Regions from separate parts of the Capsicum annuum genome. Here region 2 is linked to region 1. The links are chromatin contacts, called in public Hi-C maps. All regions are on one chromosome and are shown on one strand. Each heading gives the region's core, a stretch centred on a gene start, on an enhancer-like site or on the middle of the called end of the contact. The rest is flanking DNA. Distances are from core to core; before and after follow the strand shown. Region 1 has its middle 21 kb from the start of LOC107868099. Region 2 holds the start of LOC107868098 (cyclic dof factor 1).

What was found. A called contact is a pair of places that touch in the nucleus more often than the background predicts.
Region 2: a contact with region 1 is called in a Hi-C map of leaf, with 2.6 times the contacts expected there. The contact joins the promoter of LOC107868098 here to the enhancer-like site in region 1. A contact is called at or near these places in 4 of 5 Hi-C or Micro-C datasets (bud, leaf and placenta).

What each region holds. Positions count from the first base shown.
Region 1 is chr11:19,160,330-19,168,104 of UCD10Xv1.1, reverse strand. No RefSeq gene overlaps it. Among protein-coding and RNA genes, the nearest start is that of LOC107868099, 21 kb to the right of the region's middle. Within about 2 kb of position 3,169, at least 3 of the 5 cell types and tissues checked have an H3K27ac peak or open chromatin away from gene starts, as enhancers often do. A contact at or near this core is called in leaf, where this site is marked.
Region 2 is chr11:19,212,176-19,219,950 of UCD10Xv1.1, reverse strand. LOC107868098 (cyclic dof factor 1) reads right to left here and starts at 3,059. Exons shown (of 2, transcript XM_016714674.2): 1 at 2,349-3,059; 2 at 1-847. The coding sequence starts at 2,465.

The sequences.
Region 1 (7,775 bases), core at 1,920-4,419:
GATATTTAGAATACCAACTAAGATTTAAATTACTAAAAGCTCACATAATATCATGGCCTGTCATTTTTAACAAGTTATACAATATATTCTTGGTGCTGATCAACAATGATTATAATATCGAAGATACTTCTGTCATATATTTAGTTCCGCCCATATATGTTTTCAAGTGACATAATTGTCTTGCGACATATATAGCTATATCTCTTTTTGGGACATTTTTGCTTACTTGAAACGTTTCCACTACTTGGGAATTGTTAAGTCTCGTGCTGATTGAGATACTGGAGTGGTGGTTTCCTTGTACGGTCTTAATAATCTCTCATAGTTTGCTAATTTTGATATGGTATCAGAGTCAAACTCATCAATCGTTCTTAATGTTGGACATCGTTTCGTATTATTTTATTTATTTCTCTTGTCTAATCCTGAGGGGGCAAGGAGTACTATCAAGTGACACATTGATTGAAAACATATATTACGATCTCCTGATATAGTCTCGAACAATTTTCCTCTCAAGTGATAGCTTTAGAGTTCAAACTCTAGTTCATGTCAGTATCACATCTATCTATATGTATGATCTTTTAAATAGTATCAGCTTTTTTTCCTGTTTTCTCTAAGGAAAAAGAGAAGAAGGCATCAATTTGGTGGAATATCTTTGACATAAATTCAATAAAAAGGTGAATAAAAAGCAAATCCTTTGTGTAAAAACTAACTGAACACTCAACAAATTAAAGATGGAAAGCATCAGATAATAATAGCATTAAGTGGATCTGAGGTGTCAGCCACTTATAATGCATTTACTAGTTAGCTTTGATCCATTATCATCATCATTTTATTCTTCTCTTCTTTTTCCTGATCTTGATGGGCAAACGACATATAACTTGATAACAAACATGACGACAACATACTCACTGTTATCTCGCAAGTAAGGTTTGGGGAGAGTAATGGTTGTACATACCTTATACCTATATCTTAAAAGGTAAAAAGACCGTTTTCAATCGATCCTCGACTCAAGCAAAAGTATTACAAAGCAGTTGGAACCGATATATTTGAAGGGAAGTAGTAGAAATTTCAAATCACAACAACCAACTTATGCTTTAGAATTAGGGAAAAAAGAAGTTACCCTTTGTAGAATTACCCCTAATAAAGTACTTGCAAAATGACTTTGTATGTTATAATAAGATTTGTCATCTTTGATCTTGCTTCATCTTAATTGTTATTTGAATAAATAAAAAAAAATTATCTTTGTCCGTTTGGGATAGTATCTCTCCTCTTTTCTGCATGTTGATGGAGTTTTGAAGAATTCAAAAATCTCAAAAATAAATAGAGAGGTAAGAACTTTTTGAACAATCTCGCTCCTTCAAATATACTTCTGGAGTCTACTGACGAGAAAGGGTTGGGGAAAGCTTGAACCCAACTACAAAACAACAAGAATTGGGTTACATTAAATTAGCTGCACAAACTAATAAGTAATAACAATATTAGTGTTATTTTCCACAATATGTTCGGGTATGTAGAATTACAGCAGAATAATAATTTCATCTAGTTCAAGTTTATAAACAAGAACACAATGAAGTATATCAATACCCTCAACACAAGATAAAAAATGATCTTTCCAAGAGGTGTATTTATTTTTCCAGAAATAATAGATGAAGTAGAAATGAATAAGGCTAAGTCGTCCGAATTCACGGAGTTTTCTTAAGGATATAATTCCCTTCACTGTACCCGAGGTTGTGGAATTTTTCCTCCCAGGATAAAATGGCCTTCAATCCGACTATAGTGGTATCTTAAATAGGCAGATTCTACGAACGCACTGAACAATTTAATGATCACACAGAATAGCTTTTCAAGAGAAGAAGAAAAGTTTATAATCTGAAATTTCTATCTCAAACCTGTGGATGAAAATTAGGTTATTTATAGCCACAAGATGCCTCTTTAGAAAGGAGGCAATGGTTCACTCTAAAGGTTGCACCTTTGCTCTAAGTTCATGTCTGTTCATCAAAGATTGCATCCTTTCCTGAACAGGAATATCTTTCCATGAATCATGTCTTTTGCTGAATGGTTGCATCTACTTGTTCAACCAGTGTATCAATTCAGTTAAAAAACAGAAAACAATGCATCAGTTCTGAAGCTGTATTTCCGAAGCAACACAACTATTCTGCGTCACCAGATTAAACTCAGAAAATATTCATTTTCCAAATCTAAATCCAAAGCCAAACCAAGCAAACAACGACAACGGCAAGAGGCATCTCTATTTTCTTGCCTCACTTATCCATGTGAAAGTGTGTTTCACAATATAAACACTTTAAAGTTCTCTTCTTCCACCAATGTGGGAGAAAGAGTAAACTTTTCAATTTTTGAGTACACTTCCCATTTTGGTGTAAACTCAATTTTCCTCTTCCACTTGATTTCTCCATTTTTCATTTAACACACATATAGAACCCAACAATTAGTTCTTGTGTTATTTCATCATAAAGTTATCGTAACTTGCTTCTTAGCTCCAAGTAAAAAGAGAATTTATCTATTTAGCTCCCCTGATTTCAATTACAAACTCATATTTTTCTATCTAACTTGGACTAATTCCTTAGCAGATATGAAATTTCGACTGACCATATAGAAAGACAACTGCTACACCAAGTTAGATGATAGCAATTTTACATGTTAAAGTCAAGACTTTCATTCTGTTTGGCTCAACCAGCCCAAAAATATTAAGACATGATGTGATATTGTCAACTTTGGCCGAAGTCCAAACAGGTTTTTTTCAAATGGTGTTACATCATTACAAAATCACATGCCTTATATGTATCATTTCAATATTTTTAGCATTAATATAAGATTTTTGTTCGCACACCCAATACATTCAAATAGTAAGAGTGGAATAAAAAGGACTAGGGGGAGTGACATTCGTAGAGTGAAATGAATTGTCAAATATGACATCCCCATCCATCTTTTTCTTTTAAAAGAAATCTCTTTAGAGCTGCCCTTCCTTCCAACAACAATTTTGATCAGCACAGCTAAATTAAAACCAAAACTATACATCAAACACCAACATGGTTGTCGTGCAGTGGTGGGCTTGCTCTACCTTTAACCAGAGGTTTCGAGTTTGACTCCTGGATATGGAGAAAATCCGATTGGGAGTGCTACCCCATAATGGGCGCGATCCGGATTAATTGGAGCTCCAATGCGGGTACCGGACACCCGGTGGAAAACCAAACAAAAAAACTATACATCAAACATGTCTGGCTTGAGAGAAAGATTCTGTAATTTATTAAATTCAATCAATTTCTTTGGTGAATGACATCCAAATTTGTCTATTTTTTCACTTCACTCAATTATCTTTTGTACTAAAGCTGTTAAGACAGCTATGAGGCAAATCTAGTAAATATTTCCACAGGGTACAATATATGATTTGTATATACTGAGCTACCTGCCTAATTGGAATACAAATCACATGAAAACAAAAAGATAAAGAAAAGGCAGTTCGAAGCACTAAAAGCTAACCATTATGCACGAAATTCGAGAAAAGGCTAAACCACAAGGATTATAATTGATGACCAAGAAATACCGAGTGTCTCACAAAAGAAAACTAAACAGCCTCACTTCAAGAATTAAGTTCTCATTTTCCTTTCATTCAAAAACTTCTCAAATTCATATACAGATAATTGTGCCAAAAGAACAAACCAAACTCGTATAGATACAATTTTCTTGAAGGGTATGTAATGTACATAGTTGGTAACATAAAAATGATAAGTGAAAATGTTACTAAATGTTACTATAAGTTAAACTAAGTAAATTGTGTAAAAGATGTTACACTGTAAGTATATATAACTTACTACCGACTTTGGATATATCAAGAAACAGCTTTCATGCATGCAGAGGCAAACTCAGGATTTAAACTTGACGGATGCACCTCTATATTTAAATATAGTAATTAATAGTGTCAAAGTTCGACATATGGTTCTTTGAAAACTTGTTAATTATAGTATTTTATAAGCAAAATTTTAATATTATTGAATATCATTAATTAGATGTAATATGAGAAAAGTGTGTTATTCACCGTATTTAAATTCAACGCACTTTCATATTTTGAACAATAATAGAAAGATTTTGAAAAATATGAAATTCGAGAGATGTATGTTTGCTAGATTGTTGCAACGGGTAATGTTCGATTTAAGTCTATCTCAAACTTTAAATTACTAATTTTTTAAATAAAAAATAACTCAATGATCAAAAGATAAAAGAAAATAAATATTATACAGTATAAGTTAGAGAGAATATCTATCTTTTGAAGTTGGAAAGAGAAGCTTGTATTTTGAAATAAAATAAAAATAGGTCAATAATATCCACAATACATAAAAGAAAGAAAGAAAAGGTGAAACATAAATGAATACTAAGTAGGAAATTTTTTTTAATCAAAAGATAAATATATATATATATTTGCACAATAATGCTCAGACGGTGTAATTTGGAAAATGGAAAAAGGAGCAAATAAGAAAACGTTGTTGTTGGAGTTTGAACCTGAGCAATCAGATAAAAAAAGCAACTTTCAAGTGGCATGTCCAACCATCTCACTAGCCATATCAGTTGTTTCAATGGGGTCAGGGGCAGAAATAGGGAAGCTAAATGAACTCCCTAGTCGATAAATCATACTGTATATACTAGGTCAAATTTATTATTACTATTATGACCTTTTGACATTTTTCCTTATTTGATTTGGAGCTTGTTTTAGGTCAAGGTGCTTCACTAGAGTTTTTGAGCCCTATCATCTGAGGAATATTTTTCTCATGATTTTGTTTCGTCTTTGTGGCTGCAACAGTGGGGTCTGTAAAACATAGATGTACTAATATTAACAGACAGTACATAAGTAAGTGCGTTGTTGATTAGCTTGTTGAAAAGAAAAAGAAAAAAAAAAACAAGCAATTATATATCCAACTCATAAATTCCATGAAAAAAGTTTCTTACATTCACACTAAACATTTTTGGTACGAGTAAAAAGAAAAAAAAAATTCCTTCATCCTTTTATGATTCTACCCTTCCAAAAAAATGATATATAATATGTTGTTAAATAGCTCGTAACTAACTGAATTTTTTGTCATCGCTTGATAATCTAACGTTAGTTGGATTTAGCAACAAATATTTGTTATTAATTTAGCGATAGAAGTTGTCGGTTGATTTTTTTTTTTCTTTTTTTGTGGTGCTTATTTAAAGAAATTGTAGTTATAATAGGAGAAAGTTGTGAGTTTGACTGCATGGATGCTCCACATTGGAAGTGGTCTCACCAAATATTTAATCATTATATGGAAATTAAGGAATCTTAATCATGTTACTTAGTTATCATGATTAATAGAAATTAAGCTAGAGTTAACCAGTCTGTTCCTATGATTAGAACATTTTGCTTGGCCAATAAAAAGAAATTAACCTTGGAGAAAAACTCAACTTAGTACCTCCAAAGTCATTTCATTTCACCCCTCTTGTCATTGACGGATCTAGTAAAGAAGATATAAATTTACTCAAAACTTATATCAAATAACTATAAATGATAAATTTAAATCTATTAAATTAGACTGGAGCAGAATTCGAATTCAAATCTTGAATTCAAATATTGTTGAGCTCTTTAAAAATATTATCTTATTCATATTAGATTCTTAAAAATGCAGAGTCAATATCATAGCATGTTGGTGCAATATTCATTTACTAACAGGCAATACCATGTTATACTTTCATGGTTTTTATTTTTCGTTATATTTACACTTCCAATAATGTATATTGCCTAGTCAAGTCTAACAAAATAAAATTGAAAAAGAAATGTTACTATTAGATTAAGATAGGTAAGAATGACATAATGCTTGTGTCATTTTCAATAAAGGAATTATATATATGCTCCAAAGGGGTAAAATAAAAACAGCTGGGGGGATAGATATGAATTATATTCTTTGTTGGGATTGTGACAAGTTCCTTTCATTTCACTTTTTTTGGATTCCTCATGAGGCCATATATTCTTCTCTCGTCTCTTTTTCCTTTTTTTTTTTTTTAAATCATCATATGTTTGATATTTATTTTGAAGTCTGACTAATTTAAATTTATATTAAAATATCTCATTTTGAAAAGTAATGCACTTCCTACTAAAAGTGATTTTATATCTAGCTAGAACTTAAACGTGAAATTTCTGATCAAAAATTAAAAAATACTTAAGACTTCACCATTATCTTTGAGTGATATCTTCTTTTCCTTTTAATGCTTTTGGATTTGTGAGAAAGAGATATCTTCTAATATATATTTACATGGGGTCCTCTATCACAATAATAATTGGTGATCAATTTCAAGATTACTTTAGTTTAAGTGACTTTTTGATCTCATAGTTGCTACTCAATATTCGGCATCATGCATCATCCTAGAATCTCCTTTACTTTGTAATGGAATATATTAAAGCAAGAAAGAAAGAAAGAAAGAAAAGAAAAAGATACTTCTATTACTCCCTCTCTCTCTCTTTTTTTCTTGATTTTCACACATTTTAGCCCATATAATTAAAATATTACAGAATCCAATCATACCCTTTGATCTTTTTATTCCAACTTTAACTATACACAACATCATTAACAACATTATTTCGTATTATTAGTGACGGAGTTAAAAATTAAGAAATCTCAAGTTTGAGAGTCAAACCTGAAATCCCTTATTGATCTCAAAATCCAAATGCGAAAATAAGTAGTAATACCCTTTATTTATAATAGCGCAAAATCTACTTTATATAGAAACTAAACACCTACTTCATTATATATGAATTTGCCTACAAGACTTATTTAGAATTATATATATATATATATATATATATTTAAATAGCAAATATATACCAAATCTTTAAAAAAAAAAAAAATTACGTCTTCTACACGTTAGTCTTCAATGCGATTAATGTAATATTTGAACCACCTTTGTTGCTACACTACGTTGAAATGATTCAATAATTTGTACATATACAAATATAACGTATTATCTTATTTATTACAGTATAATATTCTGACAATATATTGATAATTTTGAAGCCTTGATCAGACCATATAGCCCTCTACTTCACTGGAATCAAATTGGTTCCTATATAGGCTTAATGAATATACACACAGCTCCAACTTTAAATTTCCCCTAATAATTCTTCATGTGATAATGTAGTCTAAGTTAAAGAAACAACACAAGGAACCCTCACTTTATTGCCTTTGCTCAACTATTACATAGACTTGATCAAAGCTAAAAAGCCTAGAACAGTTACTAGTGTATTATTATTAATGATATTACCCCTCCGTTCTCTTTTACTTGTTAGATTTCATTTCACGAGAGGATTTAACTAAATTTAGAAATTAGATTGAGTTACATTAATTTAATAATTAAAACTTAAAATTTAGATATGAAAACTATGTGAAAATTAAAATACTATAAGCCGCAATCTTTCTCATATTAATATGATGAAAAATATATATCTTAAAATATTGATTAAAGTCCATACAGTTTAATTCTCAAAAAGTAAAATGTGACTAATAAAAGAGAAAGGGGAAGTATTTGGAGGGAGGAGTTGCTACAATTGCTTCAACGGGAGTTGCTATATATCAGTATTAGAATCGTTCATTATTGTAAAAAGAAAACCTGGTAAAAAATCATCCTCTTTCACAACGGGGTCGAGGAAGAGCCACACTCCAAGGAATGTGATGTAGGCAGTCTACTTCTATGGCTCAATTACGTGATTGTCGAGGAAGAGCCACACTCCAAGGAATGTGATGTAGGCAGTCTACTTC
Region 2 (7,775 bases), core at 1,810-4,309, 52 kb before region 1:
GACTTGTGTTGTGGACTGATTGATCAGAAGAAAGCCAAGGTACATTCCAAGGGCTTGCTACGGTGCAGCCCCAGTAGGGTGTTGCTGGATAGAATGATACTGGAAAGCCAGAATAAGGCCACGGAGCGCCATGAAAGTAAGGTACTTGAGGAGAAAATGGCTGGAAATTACTCCAATTAGCTAAATCATGTGGACCGGAATTGCTTTCTTTGTCAGTTATACTTGAGGCTGTGCTACAAGTTCCATTTGATTGATCATTCGCAATTGCAGGCATTCTTCGTTCGGATCCACAGTATTCGTTTCGATTCATATTATGTGAATTCTCAGCTATGTTCAATGCAGAAGCCATGGAATCACAAAGTGGTTTATCCGATCCAAATGTAAGGATAGTACCATTTGTCCTTAAAGCAGGAAGGTGCATTCCGTGTGCTGCTTCAACCCGACCTGCTTGAAGAGGATAAATCGAAGTGGATGAATTTTTGTTCTTGCGGCGGCCAGAACCCACAGGCACATTTCTCATTGTTCCTCCAGCGGTCCAATATCTCTGGCAGTTCTTGCAGAAATAACGGGGCTGATTGACGTTGTAATTGTTATAATAGCAGAACTTTGTTTCCATGCTATTACATCGGGGACATGGAATTATTTTGTCAGGCTTCTTGAGTGTTTTTTCCTCACTTGAATCTTCCTCCTCGATAGATTTAGACGATAATATTTCTTTTTCTGCATCCTGCATCTTGAGGTCATCACTTATACCAGATGATGTTTCTGGTTCAACCGAAGAGTCTGCAGTTGGATCGACAAGTACATCATCTTGTTTGCTTTGTGTAAGTTCTCCTCCTAAAGCGATCTGGTCAGGTGACAAGAAAAAAGAGGTTAATTTGAGCTCTCTCACAACAAATCAAAACTCTTCGACACTGAGAAGACGATCTTATTGTTTTAGCATAAGCAATTGAACAAGTGTAGGATCTGAATATTTACGCCTAAATCTCCACATTCCTAGCAGTTGTTAAACAGTTCCACTTGATGAAAGGCACTACAATATGATCATCATCAACAACAACATACCTAGTGTAATCCCACAAGTGGGGTCTGGCGAGAGTACGATGTACGCAAACCTTACCCATACCTGTATGGGGTAGAGAGACTATTTCTGATAGACCCTTGGCTCGACAAACAAGAAAAGAATTCGAAGCAATGGTAGCAAGAAAATATGACATCGAAATAGCAAGATACAAAGCAAGTGAAACAACAGTTTGTAATAAGCACAGAAGGAAAAGAAACAACTCGATTACTAAAGATCACCATAAAGACAAGCTTTTGCAGGGTATAGAGGATCTGAATATTTTCAGGACATATAATCCTTGTGCTTTCCAAATTACAGAAACATATAAAAAAAATATTTTGGAAAGTAGGATCATATCAGTTCCTGTTAAATTTGTAACATAAAATGAAATTGGTTAGATTATCAAGCAAAGGAAATTTACAACAGCAATAACGCCTCGATCGCAACAAGCTGGATATAGAACAACAACAACAACATAAGCCAATGTGAACCAACAAGCAAACAAGATCTTGGGAGGGTAAGTGTACGCAGACAACAATATACAAGTACAAGTGGAATCTGGAAAAGAAAGAGTGTATGCAGACATTAGCCCCACCTTGTGCGAGGTAGAGAAGTTACTATATGATACATGAGAAAAAAAAAAAAGGATATTCATACACATGCTTAAAACATTTTTGAAGCAATAACAATATCATCATAGATACCATGACAATTCATTGAAAAATATAGTAAGAAAAGGAAAAAAGTTGATTATGCTGATTTAGATGACCAGATAGTACCAACAGACTCATGAAGAAAACAGATCAAACAGCAAGAAACTGAGCAAAAGTTCCCAATTCCCAAAACACAGTACTATGGAACTTTGTAAGTTGAAAAAAAAAAACTAATTTCCAAAACAGTAAATTTCCAAATCCCAATACAGAAAGTGATGACAAAACAATTCCCAAAACAGGGTCTTTCCCAAAAACTGGGGTTTACATTTCCATTTTAAGCTATGATATCAATAAAGATCAATTCTTTTCATAAAACAAAACTCACCCACATACTACTAAGTTTAGCGTTTCGCCATAAAATTTGATCAGATTTTCAATCTTCAGCCAGTTCTTGAAAATTCTACTCACAAAACTTCAAATATTTTTCAAATAAACTACATGTCCAAACACAACTTCCAACTCCAAAAAAGGTCAATTTTTCGAAATTTCAAGTTTCAAACTCAACAACTCAAATCCCATTTACATTAAACTCATCACATTTATTGTAAACAATTTAGACAAAGATTTTTTACCTTATCATTGTCAAATGAAGCACTTGTATGATGATCATGAACACAATTGGTTTCTTGTTGTGTCATACCAATTGTTTTACCAAACAACTTAATAGCAGGATCTCTTATTTCAGACATAACAATAACTTGTTGAATTACTCTTCTCTTTTCTTTCTAACACAACCAAAAATAAATCAAACTACTTTATGTTTCTTGAAAACAAAATTTTTTTGGTTACTTTGGTGTTTGTTGTCTTATAAGTTTTTTAGGACTTTGAAACTACATAGGAAGAAGAAGAGAAGGAAAAGGGTTAAAAGGGTTTAAGAGTTTGGAGATGACACGTCAATAAAGGCAAAGAAATAATAGCCACAAGTTTGTATGTGGCAATGGAGAAATCTTGATACATGAAGGGAGAGAGTTGGTTCTGTTCTTTTAGGTGTGTGTGGTTTCTTTGCTGTTTTTTTGATTCTGTAACCCAAACACTCCAAAAAGTAAAAAGGCAAGTGCTTTTAGTACTATTTTCTCCCTTTCTTATTTGTCCATGTCAGCAACTTCTTTCCCAATTTCTTCTCAATAGATTTGCTCTAATATCTATATTTGTTTAATTTCTTTCCTTTATCATCCCTCTAAATAGAAATATGGATAGAAAAATTAGTAATGAATATGTTTAAAGGTGTAGATGTCGGTGTGGCAGATGGCAATGGTGGGCAGCACGAGAGGTAGAGGAAAATCAAAGAAGTATGGATGATAGATGATTAGATATAACATGACGTGTCTTAAGTTTATCGAAAATATGACATTAGATATGAGGTTTTAGAGGTTGCAAGTTAGGGTATAAGGTTAGTTGGTTATTGAACGCAATTCTCATACTTTTTAACAAGATAGGCTTGGTTGTGGTACTTTTACCTACTTTTTTACCATTACTATTAGAACTATATTTTTAGTTTTTCACTGAGCGATTGCGTTTTTATGCTTTGATTATCGTATTACTAAATTGTCAGGGTTGTTCTTTCTCCTGTATGTTGTGTACTGCTCTTCATATCACTAAGTTGTTCAGATTGTTCTAGAATTCTTTACGTAAGTTGAGAGTCTGTCAACAACAACGTAACCTTTTTATCTTTATGAAGTAGGAATAAAGTCCATATATACTCTATTCTCTTTATACCTTACTTTGGTTTATACTGATATTTTATTGTTATTCCTCTAAGCATAGGTTAGTGCTCTAATTAAAGCACACACTTCATGGGTGAAAAAGCTCAAATCCCCTCACATAAGGTGTTAATGACATAGGAAAATAGTCTACCTCCCGTAAAATAAATGTTATACAACATGAAATGACGCAATATCTTAAATTAAAATTTAGATGTTTCACATGTCTCATTATCACGATTCACGAGTCATCGAGATACTCAACAATCTCCCCTCAAACTAAGTTCTACTGGTCTATCACCATGATCTACGGATCTATTTTTGAGAGTTATTGTGTGTCACCCACATCTTTTGAGTATTTTATGACAATCGAAGCTCACAATTAGTTTTTTCCTTGTGTGCGCATATTCAAGTTTGTAAGGATAAGTAAATTGAATCTTGCATTCTGACACTTTTACATGGTGTGATATTATCTATTTTTGATCAAGTTCACACGATTTCCTCTAAATGACCTCATACCATTGATAGTTTCTATATATACCTTACATGTAACTTTCTAATCCTTTCATCATCTATCAATATGAGATTTTTATTCACACACTTAACATATCCCACGTGAATAAGTCAATTTCTAATTAATTATAAGTCATTAATGTTCATAAAAGAAACGTGCTCACAGAAAAACTAAATGAAAAAAGTAGTTGATTATATAGATGAAAGTTCAATTTAGTCATCAAGATAGATAATTTAAAATTGGAAAAATCCTTTTGGCCATAAAATTTAGCCATAATAATGAAAGATTCCATTCACATTATAAATCAATTTTTTCTTGGACATCTTTATCCTTTCTTTACCCTTTTACCTTAAAAATTAAATATATTTTTCTATCATATTTTCAATGCATTGATTATTGTAGAGGAACTTAATTACAATCAATTCATTGCAAATTGTTTCTCAATTTCCCTTAGCCTTAATGATATCTTTCTGGAGATTATTTTTGACATGAAATATGGTGGAACATACGGTTTGACATATTCATATCTTAATGATATAGTCTTAATGAAACATACGGTGGAAATTCAAACATATTTTCAAATTGATTTAAACATAATTTTTTACTAATTTTAATTCTCGCATAAAATTTTTTCTCTAATTTTAATTCTTTACTAAATTAATTTCCTCCATGCTTAAATATTTTTCAGTGAAATATATTTTCAGTATTTGAAAACATACAGTGATAAATACGTTTATAGTTTGTCAGTTTACATACATACTCATTATTTGCTAATTTCAGTATAATTTCATATTTGAAAACATAATCATTATTTGTTAATTTCACTTTAAATCTGTGTAAATACGTTTTCAAATACATTTACTTAGGTAGACATTCTTAATTTTAGTTAGTACAATTTTACATCTTTTCAAGTTAAGAAAAAATAATTAGGTAGAGATCTCAATATTTCAGCATGATCTCAGTCAATGCGTATTCTTTCATAGTAAGAGTTTTATTTGTGACAGTAAAAGACAATTAGTACTTTAGTTCGCATTTTCTAAGTTTGGACATAACACCCTTGATTCTAGCTATGACTGTTCAACATCAAACCGAAATCAATAATCTGTAATGACATTTTAGCTATTGAACTAGTGGTTCGACTTATCGGATTACCAAGTGTAAAGTGTGTTGATTTGTTGTTATCATAATATTTTACAAATTATTTTTGATATATATATATATATATATTAATTTTATTTAAGCCTAATAATAAAATAAATTCATTAGAGATCATTTTAGTAACAAATATAACTAATGATTCATAATTTATCAAATCGCCGTAATATAGAGGTGAAAGACTTATATGATTAACACTTATATCTCATTCTCTTTTGTTCGACAGATGTGAACTGTGTGCATAATTTCTATAAGTGTCAACGTTTATTAGGTTTAAGGTATGTTGAGCTGTCGTTATTGCGATATCTTACAAATTATGCCTTAGAATTATTTAAATATATATTTTAATTTTATTTAAACATATACTTAAAAAATAAAGAATTAGAGGTCATTTTAGTAACAAATATAAGTAATGATTCATAATTTATTAAACCACCGTAACATAGGGGCAAAAGACTTGTACCATCAATACTTACGTCTCACTCCCTTTGGTTCAACACATATGACTATACGAATGATTTTTATAATGTGTCGACATTTACCAGTTCTAAATTGTGATGAGTTGTCGTTATTGAAATATTTCACAAATTATGTTTAAAAATTATTTAAATATATAAGTTAATTTTATTTAAATATAATAATTAAAAAATAATTAATTGGATGTCGTTTTAGTAACGAATATAAGTAATAATTCATAATTTATCAAATCGGCGTAACATAGAGGCGAAACATTTGTACGATCAATACTTATGCATGTGTCAATCTTTTTGGTTCGACACATATGAACTATATGCATGATTTTTAGAATGTGTGGATATTTACCAATTCTAAAGTGTGTTGAGTTGCCGTTATTGAAATATTTCACATATTATGTTTAAAAATTATTTAAAATAAATATTAATTTTATTTACATATAATAGTTTAAAAATAATTAATTGGAGGTTAATTTAGCAATATATATAAGTAAAAATATGCAATTTATCAAATTAGCGTAACATAAAGACGAAAGACTTGTATGATTGACAGTTATATCGCATTCTCTTTTGTTCAATAGATGTGAACTATATGCTTGATTTGTATAAGCATCAACGTTTATCGAGTTTAAGATATGTTGAGTTGTCGTTATTGCGATATCTTACAAATTATGCCTGAGAATTATTTAAATATTTTAATTTTATTTAACCATATACTTAAAAAAAATAAAGAATTAGTAGTTATTTTAGTAACTAATATAAGTAATGATTCACAATTTATCAAACCGGCGTAACATAGGGACCAAAGACTTGTACCATCAATACTTATGTTTCACTCTCTTTGGTTCGACACATATGACTATATGAATGATTTTTATAATGTGTCGACATTTACCAGTTCTAAATTGTGATGAGTTATCGTTATTGAAATAATTCACAAATTATGTTTAAAAATTATTTAAATATATAACTTAATTTTATTTAAATATAATAATTAAAAAATAATTAATTGGAGTTCGTTTTAGTAATGAATATAAGTATTGATTCATAATTTATCAAATCAGCGTAACATAGAGGCGAAACACTTGTATGATCAACACTTATGTGTCAATCTTTTTGGTTCGACACATATGAACTATATGCATGATTCTTATAATGTATCGATATTTACCAGTTCTAAAGTGTGTTGAGTTGCCGTTATTGAAATATTTCACATATTATGTTTAAAAATTATTTAAAATAAAGTTTAATTTTATTTAAATATAATAATTAAAAAATAATTAATTGAAGGTCGTTTTAGTAATATACTAGTATTCGTAATTGCGCGAGGCGCGGGCCAATATTAAAAAAAATAACGAATTTATTATTATATTTGCTTAACCGTATTAAATTATTATTATTTTTATTAGTACACAATTACATATGTTTTATGATTGAGATATTATTTCTTTTAGTATAATGACTACAATATAAGTTGATGAAAAATATTTTGAATTTTTACCAAACCATTAATTTTGATGTATCTTTTGAACAGAAATATCAAAGAATAAATAGTTATAATTTTTTTTAAAAAAATTATTTTACAAAAATTTCAGGTACATAAATTGTTTAATAGTGGGATATTTCTCCTTTTTCATTAAATACTAATATTTGGATTTAAAATGACATATTTGGGACTTTAATATGGCTATGATTGTATCCAAATCCCATTGTTCCGAGCTGATAATTATTTTTATGGTTAATTCAATAATCGAAGGTTGGATTTGGGGTAAAATAGCTCATTGCAAGATAGTGATAATTTTTATGTATATTTTATTCTTTCTAGATTTCACTCTTGAAATTACATTGAAATATTATTATTAGTGTGTACATTAGTGTTGATTCTTTTAAAGTAAAAGTTTTTCCTTGCATAAAGAATTAACACCAAAATCAAGAAAATACCTTATGTAGAATTGAAATCCTTGGTATATTATTATTATTACTAAAAAAAGGTAACGTATCAATCAAAATTAACAGGCCACACTACGGCTGTATTTGTTTTTTTTTTTAAGATTCAGACGTCTGAATCTGATTGCACATCTGAATGATTAAGATATTGTCTTTAGATCTGAAACTGAATGATTAAGACTTAAAAAAATTTTATTTGTATATATAATA